3 separate regions of the Sus scrofa genome follow, and all the other regions are linked to region 3. Evidence: chromatin contacts called from public Hi-C and promoter capture Hi-C data. All regions are on one chromosome and are shown on one strand. The core of a region is the stretch at or near the end of the contact, and the rest is flanking DNA. Distances in the headings are between cores, read along the strand shown. Region 1 holds the start of CA3 (carbonic anhydrase 3). Region 2 holds the start of LOC100154873 (carbonic anhydrase 2). Region 3 has its middle 71 kb from the start of C4H8orf59.

What was found. Promoter capture Hi-C pulls out the DNA fragments that hold promoters and counts their contacts. Hi-C and Micro-C count contacts between places; a contact is called where the count stands out from the background.
Region 1: a contact with region 3 is called in a Hi-C map of liver, with 8 times the contacts expected there. The contact joins the promoter of CA3 here to the enhancer-like site in region 3. A contact is called at or near these places in 1 of 5 promoter capture datasets (liver), 20 of 47 Hi-C or Micro-C datasets (alveolar macrophages, embryonic fibroblasts, epiblast stem cells and 8 more) and 1 of 2 datasets of contacts at active chromatin or transcription factors (skeletal muscle).
Region 2: a contact with region 3 is called in a promoter capture Hi-C map of liver, with 7 times the contacts expected there. The contact joins the promoter of LOC100154873 here to the enhancer-like site in region 3. A contact is called at or near these places in 2 of 5 promoter capture datasets (both in liver), 12 of 47 Hi-C or Micro-C datasets (brain, embryonic fibroblasts, epiblast stem cells and 5 more) and 1 of 2 datasets of contacts at active chromatin or transcription factors (skeletal muscle).

Annotation. Positions count from the first base shown.
Region 1 is chr4:51,236,012-51,239,505 of Sscrofa11.1, reverse strand. CA3 (carbonic anhydrase 3) reads left to right here and starts at 1,645. Exons shown (of 7, transcript NM_001008688.1): 1 at 1,645-1,744; 2 at 2,471-2,668. The coding sequence starts at 1,711.
Region 2 is chr4:51,209,777-51,213,711 of Sscrofa11.1, reverse strand. LOC100154873 (carbonic anhydrase 2) reads left to right here and starts at 2,276. Exons shown (of 7, transcript XM_001927805.2): 1 at 2,276-2,561; 2 at 3,670-3,867. The coding sequence starts at 2,528. MIR9858 (microRNA 9858) reads right to left here and starts at 2,129; the gene lies at 2,052-2,129.
Region 3 is chr4:51,395,993-51,399,960 of Sscrofa11.1, reverse strand. No RefSeq gene overlaps it. Among named protein-coding and RNA genes, the nearest start is that of C4H8orf59, 71 kb to the left of the region's middle. Within about 2 kb of position 1,475, at least 6 of the 83 cell types and tissues checked have an H3K27ac peak or open chromatin away from gene starts, as enhancers often do. A contact at or near this core is called in liver, where this site is marked.

The sequences.
Region 1 (3,494 bases), core at 396-2,895, 160 kb after region 3:
TTTGCTAATACAAATAATTATGCACAATATAAGCTCCATTAACCACAAACTACAGAACCACACCATCACGGCAAAGCAAAAACTGGCCCAGATGTGCCAACTCAGTAGCCTTTCTAATCCAACACTGACATATTTGAGCTCAGAGTCTAAGGGCATTTGCATTGCTGTTTGCCTGGATTTTCCAAACCATCTTAGTTCTTGATTCCACACCGCTATTGTGTGGATCAAATAATCCCTAGTCACAAAAATACGCTAGGGAGTGACTCCCCTGGCGTCCAGGTTATGAGCGTGGTCAGTCATTCCACATGCTTTGAGGATGAGCTATCTTTACCATGATGAGAGATTTCCTTTTCAAGTTTTGTAATCTCCAAATACAGAATCTTAGCATCAAGAAAAGTCAAAGTAATTTTAAAAATGTATACTACAACCTTATTCAAAATATCATTGAAATTAGGCTGATCTCTTCTTGCTGCCTTTACTTTTTTTTTTAATTGAAGAAAAATTTTTGCAATATACTCTTAAAATGTAAATATCTTGCATTTCTCCTTCAATGTGAACTATAACCAGACATTTAAAAACGTGTTTTTACCACGTGCACACTGGATATGCCAGTTCAAGTCTACTTTTGCGTGGGTCACTGTATCATGAGACAACTTGGGAGTGCTAGATCAGAATACAAAGCAATTCTGGAAAGCTTTTCCTCTTTTTTTCCTTTCAATCTTTCATTATGTCTTGGAAAATGAAGTCATACGTTTTAAACGGTATGACTCACTTTAGGTGCCTGGCTTTCCAACACTCCAGAACATTATCGATTTTTCCTGAGGAGAGGTACAGCCCACAGAGTTGGTAAATCAGTTCCAAACTCCTGCTCTATGGTAACCTGGATCCAGACCTCTTCCATATTCCCATGACCCAGCCCTGGCGTCCTGCAGACCAAAGGGACCCGCTTAAATTGGGGAATGCCGCTTGGTGTGGTTCAAGGCACCCTGCATCTTCAAGTCTCTTAAAGATAAAGGAATTAAGAAAACCAGCCCTCCGGCCTCTTTTGTCCCATCCTTTGCTCCTAAGATTTTACAAGTTGCCTGCAAAGGAGTCAAACATGGGTCAGGCAAACAAACGTATTCTTTCCAGCCACGGTAACCGGATCGCTGGAGCGAAATAAACCCGCAGAAGCATCCAGAGACCGCAGCCAGACCGCCAGCCTGCACTAAAAGCAACTTCTAAGAGCTGCTGCAAGCGCCGCCTGAGTGCAGCTTTTAGTTGGACGCTAGACACGACTACCCCACCCTATTCCCCCTGCCCCCCCCCCCCAAAAAAAAAAACTGCGTGGAGGAGGGACTGAGGGAGGAGGAGGCGAAAGTCGCCTGCATTTCTGCACGTTGGCGCCGGTGGTTGGAAAGCTCTGCAGCTTTAGGACGCTGGAGGGAGGGATAGAAGAGCCAAGAGCGGCGCCTGCAGGGAAGGAGGGGGGGGGGCTCCGCCCAAGTGCCCCCACCCCGACAGCTGTGCAGCTCTTGGAATTCATTGGCTTCCCCCACCCCGCCTCCCAAATACCACCCCAATCCTGTTTAGCCCCCCGCCCCACCCTCGCTGACCTAATAAGGCCATGCAAGTGTGTGGGGGGAACCTATATAAAAGGTGTGGGTTCGCGGGGACAGTGCACGGCGTGGAAGAGAAAGCAGCAGCCGTCCAGTGCCCACGAAGACGACCATGGCCAAGGAGTGGGGCTACGCCGACCACAATGGTGAGCTTGAGATGGTGCTGTTCAAAAAGGGGGCAACTCTAGAGAGTGCATTGAAAAATGGGGGAGGCGGAGTCGAAGGAAACTAATGTTCACTGAGCACTTACAAAGTGCCAAACGCTGCTGACCCCTTTTACCTTTATCTCACTTAGTTCTCCCCAGTGTGAAGCTGTTATTACTCCCATTGGGGGAAACCAAAGCACAGAGAGGCTGGGTACCTTGTCCAGGTCACAGAGCTTCTGACTGAGAAGTCAGACCTCTGAGGTCCAGTTCTGACTGTCCCCTTCTCCCTGATCCTGGGCAAGCACTTAACCTCTCTGAGCCAGGTGATGATATAAGCAGCTCTGCCTGCAGCTCCTGCCTACCCATGGGAAAAGAACATGGGTGTGCTCTGAAATCCATTTGGGGTCGGTGTTATTTTATTCCAGCTCTAGGATAGAAGAGGACATTAGTAAAACATGTGATGAAGTCCATTTCAAAAATAAGCCTTTGAAGCTATCTTCTTGAGCAAGTAGAGGAAATAAACAGAGTTAAATACAGTCTCCAGGTACACTATTAACAAAGTTATGAAAAGGTCTTAAACTGTGAGCCTTGGGTTGCCTAATCTGAAATCCAGGATCTTTCCGCAATCATTGTCCAACCCCTGTGTATTTTACTGGTTTAGTCAATTAGAAAGAAGGCTTGGATTGCACCACCAAATAAGTAAATCCCCTCAATTTCATTTTCTAGGTCCTGACCACTGGCATGAACTTTACCCAATTGCCAAGGGAGACAACCAATCGCCCATTGAACTGCACACTAAGGACATCAAGCATGACCCTTCTCTGCTGCCCTGGACAGCATCTTATGACCCTGGCTCTGCCAAGACCATCCTGAACAATGGGAAGACCTGCAGGGTTGTATTTGATGATACTTATGACAGGTCAAGTAAGTATGACACTTAAATAGAGACACATGGACCATATTGGCAAAATGTGATTTATGGCACAACGACAGAATTAGTAGGAAGAGGGGGCTCTTCTCTGAAAATGGAAACGACATTTGAATATGCTGTAGTCCTGAAGAATTATGTTTATACATTGGAGGGGAATGTCTCACTTTCTAACCTTGGCCACTTTGCTCCTGCAAAATGGAGCAAAGGTAAAAGCTGGCAGTGCATAGTGAGGTGCTGGTAGTGGGTCCAAATGAGTTTTCTTGAGGCACTGATAGTCTAAACCTGAGAGGTTTTTTGCTTCTTAACCATGGCTCGGAGAGTAAGACCACCATTCCCACACATGGCACAGATTCCATTCTACAAAGCAAGGAACACAGCAAAGACACCAAGTGGGTAATGTCTTCCCCTAGTGTGTGAGTGGGGGCCAATCCAAGGGAGAGAGCAGACTCACTATATTAGTCAAGAAGACCTAAGCCTTCTATGCATCAGTGGAGTTCATTTGACTAATTTTGCTGAGTGTTTTTGAAGAATCTGACAATTTCTTCTTGAGTTGTGATTTGTATAAAAATGAAAAATTGCATGTTTAAAAAAAATCTCTTTATTTCACCTGTACTCTTTGGCAAATCAGTGAAATAAAAGGTTAATTAAAAATGTTTTATTTTACTGTAAATGAGGTAAGAACCTAACTTTAATATTTTGTTGCTTGATGTACAGTTATACACTTTCTTTTTTATAAAAAAGTTAAAATTATCCTTGCTGATGTACACAAATGAATATTCTCAGTAATGTTGTAAGTAAAGACTAACGGTCATGCTTTCT
Region 2 (3,935 bases), core at 1,027-3,526, 190 kb after region 3:
ACTGCAGTTTGGTAGTGTTTTAAGTTTCAGAGGTATTAAATAATTGAACTATACTTCTATTATTTCCATGTTAAAGCCACAGCCCAGCTTCACAGAACATGAGCGACAAGAATTCCAAGCAGATTTGAAAGCCTGACGACCTTCACAGAATCTTGAGAAACCATGTTACATTCATAGATGGTAGTGTTCACCTCTTTGCACTTACCAGCTTTACATCCCCAGGGCTTAGTGAAGAGTCTCATGGCAACTGTGAGGCCCTCTTTTTTTTTTTTTTTTTTTTGTCTTTTTTAGGCTGCACCCATGGCATATGGAAATTCTCAGGCTAGGGGTCGAATCCAGAGCTGTAGCTGCCGGCCTACACCACGGTCATGCCAGATGGAGCCGCGTCTTTGACCTACACCATAGCTCATGGCAGTGAAGGATCCTTAACCCACTGCGCAAGGACAGGGATCTAACCGGCATCCTCACAGATACTAGTCAGGTTTGTTACTGCTGAGCCACGACAGGAACTATCGAGGCCCTCTTCTTTTGAATTAAGTAAATATTTGAAAATTATGCAAAGAATCAAAATTATTGTATAGGAGTTCCCGTCATGGCTCAGTGGTTAATGAATCCGACTAGGAACCATGAGGTTGCGGGTTCGGTCCCTGGCCTTCCTCAGGGGTTTAAGGATCCGGCGTTGCCGTGAGCTGTGATGTAGGTTGCAGACGTGGCTCGAATCCCGCGTTGCTGTGGCTCTGGCGTAGGCCGGCGTCTACAGCTCCGATTTGACCCCTAGCCTGGGAACCTCCATATGCTGCGGAGAGCGGCCCAAGAAAAATGGCAAAAAGACCAAAAAAAAAAAAAAATTATTGTATAGCCTCCATGAGAGACTATGCAGCTACAAATACAAAATTCTCTGTAACTACGAACTACATTTTGTGATGGTCCTAGAAACCAAAAATAGCTCATTGCCTAAGAATTCACTGGTGACATCCACCCAAAAAACCCCACAAAGAGGTACACACTTTCCTGGAGTCTTAGGACAAGACCAAATGTATCTAAATCTGAATCATTTCTGTTTGTATGGAATTGACTGAAATAAAAAAGTAAATAATGATTTTAAAATCAACATTGGAATAATTTACACTAATATTATAATTTATCCTTTTATTTATCTATATGAGTGATGTCAGGGCTGTTAGACTTGTGTGAAACTGTGTCCTGCTGCCCCAAGTTTAACTTTAATACTATGCTCTTAGTGATCTCAGAGATTCACAGGACAGAAAACCCTTCTCCCCTTTTTGTGACAAAGTCCCTTGAGGGAAATGAATTCTGTTCACACCTCAAAATAATCCTGACTTAGGGCATTGGGTACAGGAGAAACGGTGCCTCACATACCCACGAAAAGGAAATGAATAAGGGCAAAATGCCTAGGGCCTAGGAAAGCCACAATGCTGCCTTGACTCAAAAATGTCCACTCTTCAGTTTCTTTGAATTAGTTCTTAGGTATGCCAGATGCCCACTTTCCTTTGTCAGCCAGGGAAAGTTCTTATCTTTTTGCAAGACAGTCTTTCTTTTACCCAATTCCTGTGAAAAAAAAGTGATTTTTAGAAGTTTTGATTGCTTTAAATCAATACGTACTCCACTAGGAAGTCTCTCCTCTAAAGTGTATTTTGAAAGAGAAGAAAGAAGGTAGAATGAACAAACATTTGGTGAACATTTCAAGAGACCTTGACAGCTTTCAAGGAAATGCATTCTTCGGACTTGAATCGAAGACACCCTCTCCCTCCTTCTTGGTTTATTCCGCAGCCTTCCAGCAGGGGGCGCGTAGTTCTCAGCGTGATGCTTCTCCCTCCCTAGCGCCTCAAGGACCGTATCCCTATTTGCCCCAAGGTCATAGCTCCTAAGCAAGCCCGGGACGCCCGCGAGCAAGCCCTTGGAGCTAGAGACCTCGGCGTGGGTGGGGCCGATGGGGCGGGGCTGGAGTGCTCCTAGGCCAGGGATGCAATCACAAAGGGGACAGGGGATCAGAGATACCGGACGCGGGTCCTCAGCAGTCAGCGCCGCCGCCAGCCTCAGCGCTCCGGAGGGGGATGGGGTGCGTGTAGACGCTCCGCAGCCCAGTCCGACTCAGGAACCCCGGAGCCGCCGCCGCCACGCGCGCGGGGAGCACGGAGCCTCGTGGAGGCCCAGGGACCCGGGGCCGGGACCCGAGGTCGGGCCGCAGGCCGAGGGGAGACGAGTGGCGGGAGAGGAGCTCCTGAACCTGGCCCAGCGCCCGCCGAGAGGGCGTTCTCCCCGCCCCCGGAGCCTCGCCCTCCTGGCCCGCCCCGAGCGCGGGGAGATCACCTCCGCCCGTCACCTCCTCCCCCAGTCGCCCAGGTCCACCCAGGGCCCCTTCCCCCCGGCCGCCCCCGAGCACGAAGTTGGCGGGAGCCTATAAATACCAGCGACGGCGCGACCCGCGGACATACGGTGCAGGCGCTCCAGCAGCCGCCGCTAGACCGGCGCCAACTCCTGCCCTGCCCCTACCAGCGGCACGACCATGTCCCATCACTGGGGATACGACAAGCACAACGGTGAGTGCGGGCTGCGGGCGGGGCGGCGTCTGCGCCTGGGGCTCCGGGCCCCTCTGGGGCCCAGCAGCGCACGCACCTGCTATTTCCCGCTGCCGCCTGGAGCACCCGAGGCTCAGGTGCGCCCCCGACGCCTTGCCCGCGCGCCCGCGGCTCCCCGGCGCGGGATGCCCCCAGCTCAGAGCCGGAGTCCACTGTCGAGGAATCCCTGCGTCCAGCGGTGGCGCGCGGTGCCGGGGGAAGGGGGCGCGCAGAAGCAGCAGTGGGACCCAAGGACAGCCCTTCCCGGGTCACGAGCCGGAGACCATCCTATTCCGACCCAGGAGGAAACTAGGGCGAATTGTAACGATACATTTTAGTTATTGATCGCAGAGAAATTAGGGGACCCTATTTTCCCCCTACCTTACCCTACCCCCAGTTCATCTTCAGCACCACTTGTGGCTGAGACTCTCAGCACGAAGTGTCCCGGGGCATTTTCTTGGGGTGGTTTGAATCCACTGCGCTGATTTCTGAGTTTTTCCTTCGTCTCTCCGCTTCTAATGTTAGGAAGTCACCAGGAACCCGGCTTTATCGGCGTCACAGATCTGGGTTCTCCTGAACCAGCAGACCAAAGAGAAAAATGTGTCTAAACCACCTTGAGCCTCTTTGGGGGTTTGGGGCTTTCTAGATCGTGGGAATCCTAACCATTAAAGCAGGGTTGCCCTGCCTGAACAGTGATTCTGACCTTACTGATCTAGTAAAAGGACAAGAGAGAGGAATCCCCATCTGCTGGAATGTCTTAAGTGAGCTTGCATCGTCCAAATCCTAATCACAAGCCTAATGTCAGTCACTCAATGGCAGTAAAAGGAACATAAAATAGCTAATATTTATATGGTGCTCACTACTTGTTCTAAAAGCTTTTACGTATATTGATTCTGATTCTCACATCAACCTTTAATACAAATGAGGAAACTAAGGCACAGATTGTGTTTCACTAAAGTTATTCAGCTGTTAATTATGCCGCCAAAATTAGAGCCAGACAGATTGGCTCCAGAGCCATTGCTCTTTTCTAGGGGTCTGGGTTTGTCCTTCCCCACAGTGGGGGGTTCACACAGTCTCTTTTCAATCTCAGGACCTGAGCACTGGCATAAGGACTTCCCCATCGCCAAGGGAGATCGCCAGTCCCCTGTTGACATCAACACCAGCACAGCTGTTCACGACCCTGCCCTGAAGCCTCTGTCCCTTTGCTATGAGCAAGCGACTTCTCAGAGAATTGTCAACAACGGCCACTCTTTCAACGTGGAGTTTGATAGCTCCCAGGACAAAGGCGGTCAGTGTTTAAAAAATAACTTGTGCATTTCAGCCAGTGGCTGTTTTCGCAGCTTAACAGAAGCAGCA
Region 3 (3,968 bases), core at 226-2,725:
TCTGGAGTAGTTTTGTGCTGCTGAAGAAGACTGGGTGTAGGCTATTTTTTTTCTTTTTCTTTTTTTTCATGACCACACCTACGGCATATGAAAGTTCCCAATCTAGGGTTGAATTGGAGCTGCAGCTGAGCCTGTGCCACAGCCACAGCAACACTAGATCCTTAACCCACTGAACAAGGCCAGGGATCCAACCTGCAACCTCATAGACACTATATCAGGTTCTTAACCCACTGAACTACAACGAGAACTCTCTGAGTGTAGACTTATATGTCAGCTTGGCATCATATAGAGTGTGCAGTGCTCCTTAAAAAAACTTTGACAAGATTTTTGCAGCCGAAGATGTGAGTTAGTACAATAATGCATATACATATATGTTCACAACTTATTTACAATCATGCTTTGGTGCTTTGAAAGGCTTCTTCAAGTTTTCATGCCATGTGCAAGAGTATAAATCTTACTGTCTAGTTGATTCACTTGCAGTCCCTCCCTCAGAGTTTAATGGATGCCATATTTTCAAACTGAGGCAGTCTTTCTGCTCTGGACACCAGATCTTCCAAAACAACACTGCTGGTGTGAGAGAAGCACTAAGAGAAAGGAAGCACAGGAGAGGATGGGGAGAAGGAGAAAGAGGTTCTTGCAGTAAATAGTCAGCATTTGAAAGGGAGAATATGTGGTGAAAGAAAAGGCATATTTTAACAGGAATTAAAAAATAAAACTTCAGGAGAGTTCCCACTGTGGCACAGTGGGTCAGTAATCCAGATTGTCTCTGTGGAGGGGCTGGTTCAATACCTGGCCCAGAGCAGGGGTTTAAGGATCCAGCATTGCTGCAGCTGCAGTGTAGTTCAGCAGTTCTGGCTCATATTTTATCTCTGGCCTGGGAACTTCCACATACCACAGGGGCAGCTAAAAATGGAAGAACAAACGAACAAACAAACCCCCCAAAACTTTAGGAAAAAAAATTGACGTGGGCATGATCTCTTTAAAGGATGAAAAATGAGGAAGTTATAGGGCAGCCCTGATCTGTTCCTATTGTTAACCCCCAGGTGGTGCTGTTGGAGAAGAAAAGCTGATTCCCTCTGGAAGTAGGCAGGCCACCAGGAGATTGCATACCATGGGCCTTTAACACAGAACCGACTTCGACCTGCTAGTGCTGGATTCCAGTCCCTTCCAAAGACTCCCTTGGCTTTACTTTTTAGTATGAAACAGAGAGCGTCGCATTTGTGTCATGAATAAGTCTGCCCATACGTGGGGTCCTGGAATTCCTTCTCTCTCTCTCTCTCTTTTTTTCTCTTTTGTTCTTAACTCCTTTCTCCCTTCTCCTGCAGGTGCATCTCCGGGCTACCATTCCCTCAGGGTGCATCCCTGCCACCAGCTCTTGGTAGCTCTTAATCCTCTGGGCACCATACCGATTCCACTGGGCTATTCCTCTGCCCCTGCCAAGGGAGAGAAAGCTGGGGAAGTACTCATTAACAGAAAACCTTTGATATATTTACCCTCTGTGTTCTGCCTCTGCTAAGCACACAATCAGAGGGAGCGGCCTCAGGTTGAAGCAAGTTTGTCTGTTAATTTCCTGGAGTCAGTGCTGCTTTCATGCTGGGTGGCTCTTAACTGGTGCTTCTATAAAGGTCGTCCTTTCCAGTGTTTCCTATCAATGGCAGAGTCTTAGCTGTGAGTTGTTCTCCTTCTATGCAAAAGGGATGGACTAGATGTGGGCCGGGGGTGGTGGGGGCGGGGGGAAGGGTCTTACAGCAGTGCTCAGGGTCTGTTAGCAGGTATCAGAATTACTTATTAAAATCTTTTTTCTCAGAGTTCCCTGGTGGCCTAGTGATTAAGGATCCAGCATTGTCACTGATGTGTAAAAAAAAGAAAAGTTTTCTAGAGGTATCTGTGTTTGTACACATGGTCCTTTTCTTTGGCACCATCTCCCTCTTGGTAGAGTTAGATCACTTTCTTTTTTTTGGGTCCTTTCCCGCAGCATATGGAAGTTCCCAGGCTAGGGGTAGAATCAGAACTGCAGCCACTGGCCTTAGTCCACAGCCACAGCAATTCAGGATCTGAGCCATGTCTGTGACCTACACCATAGCTCACCACAATGCCAGATCCTTGATCCGCTGAGCGAGGCCAGGGATCAAATCTGCAATCTCATGAATACTAGTCGGGTTTGTTACTGTTGAGCCACAACCGGAACTCTAGAGACCATTCTTTCTTCAGTCCTCATTCTCTGTTGAATCAAGACCTCATTCCTGCCTTTGAGGCTCAAAGACTTCATTAAAGGCACTAACTCCTTGCTCACTTAGCTTTCTTCCCTCAGATCCCCTGTAGATCCATCTACCACACACATGCCTCCTCTCCTCTGGGGCCATTCTTCCAATTAGGGGAATTCAGAACCCAAAAAATTCACAAAAGTGTTCACCAAAAATTAAGGGAGCATAATTAGGATTTTTCTAGAGAAATCAGGTTCTTGCTTTCTCATCTAAGAGAAAAGTGGATTTTTTTTTTTCTTTAGCTTTTCTAGGAAAGGTAAAGGCTTTTGGAAAATCTTCAGGGTTTCTGGCCCTCCCCTCCCATATTGAATCATCCGGGGCCAATCTGAATACTTCATTCTGCACATTTTCAGATCTGAGGTTAAGGATAGTGGTCACAGAGGAGTACTCTTTCTCATCAGCAGGAAGGAGGAGTAAGTGCAAAGACTTGTGAGCCTTGGCTCTTGCTAATCTCAGGTCTCTTGCTAATCCACACAAAATGAGCATAATATTGACATAGTGAGTTTGCTGTGCATCTTAGACAAGAAGAGCTTAAAGGAATTATCACAGAGAAACTCAAGAAATCTTAGTGTTGGAATGAACACCATCTGTCAGCCAGGGCGATGGAAGAACAATCTAGTAGTTCCAGATTCCTTTTGGATTCAGGCACTAGATGTCACTGCTGGTGTTTGGTACTTTCCAAAAAAAAAAAAAAAAAAAAATGGTTTAAAAAAAAGTTCTAAAGGGAAAAGACAAGGGTGGCTGGAGACTGCTTTCTTAAGAAGATAAGCCCAGAGCATCCCTTCAATATCCTAGTAAAAATGAGTCAGCTCTGGAAAAGTTGAAAGGCTTCAATCAACATATTTAGATATCAAGTAAGCCACTATGGTTTGTTGATTAACTGACTGAATTTGATTCAAAAATAAATACTGTTACTATATTTAAGATGCTGCAGCTTCTGATGTAAGGCAATCAGCTTCAGAATTCAGAGGTTTGAATGAGAAGGTGGAGTGAGAATGTTAGCGAATAGTTAAATAACAAAAGGAAGAAAATCTGTAAGACATCAAGCATCCTACTGATCCTGTATTTATAGGACAGGTAACATATAAATATAGATCTTTTTCTTCCCATTAAATATTTAGTCACTGTACTTAAATGTTGAAGCCTTCTTATAAGTACCTTCTCTGATCTATATGTGTATAGAACATCAGTTTAAGTGAAAATATTCTGAAGTAAAAATTCCCAAATTCAGTATACACACACGAAGAATGGAGATTCAAGTTGCTGTATTGATTGTTAACTGCATTAGAGATTTAAGAGGGAAATGCTATTTTTTTTTCCTCCCTAGGGCCGCACCTGCAGCATATGGAGGTTCCCAGGCTAGGGGTCTAATCAGAGCTGTAGCCACCGGCCTATGCCACAGCCACAGCAACTCGGGATCCGAGCCTCCTCTGTGACCTACACCACAGCTCCCAGCAATGCTGGATCCTCAACCCGCTGAGCTAGGCCAGGGGTCGACCCCACAACCTCATGGCTCCTTGTCAGACTCATTAACCCCTGCACCACAACGGGAACTCTGGGAAATGCTATTTTTATCAAGTATTAAAATGGGGGAGTTCCCATTGCAGCTTAACGGTTCAAGGACCTGATGTTGTCTCTCTGAGAATGTAGCTTTGATCCCTGGCCTCATTCAGTGGGTTAAAGATCCAGCATTGTCACAAGCTG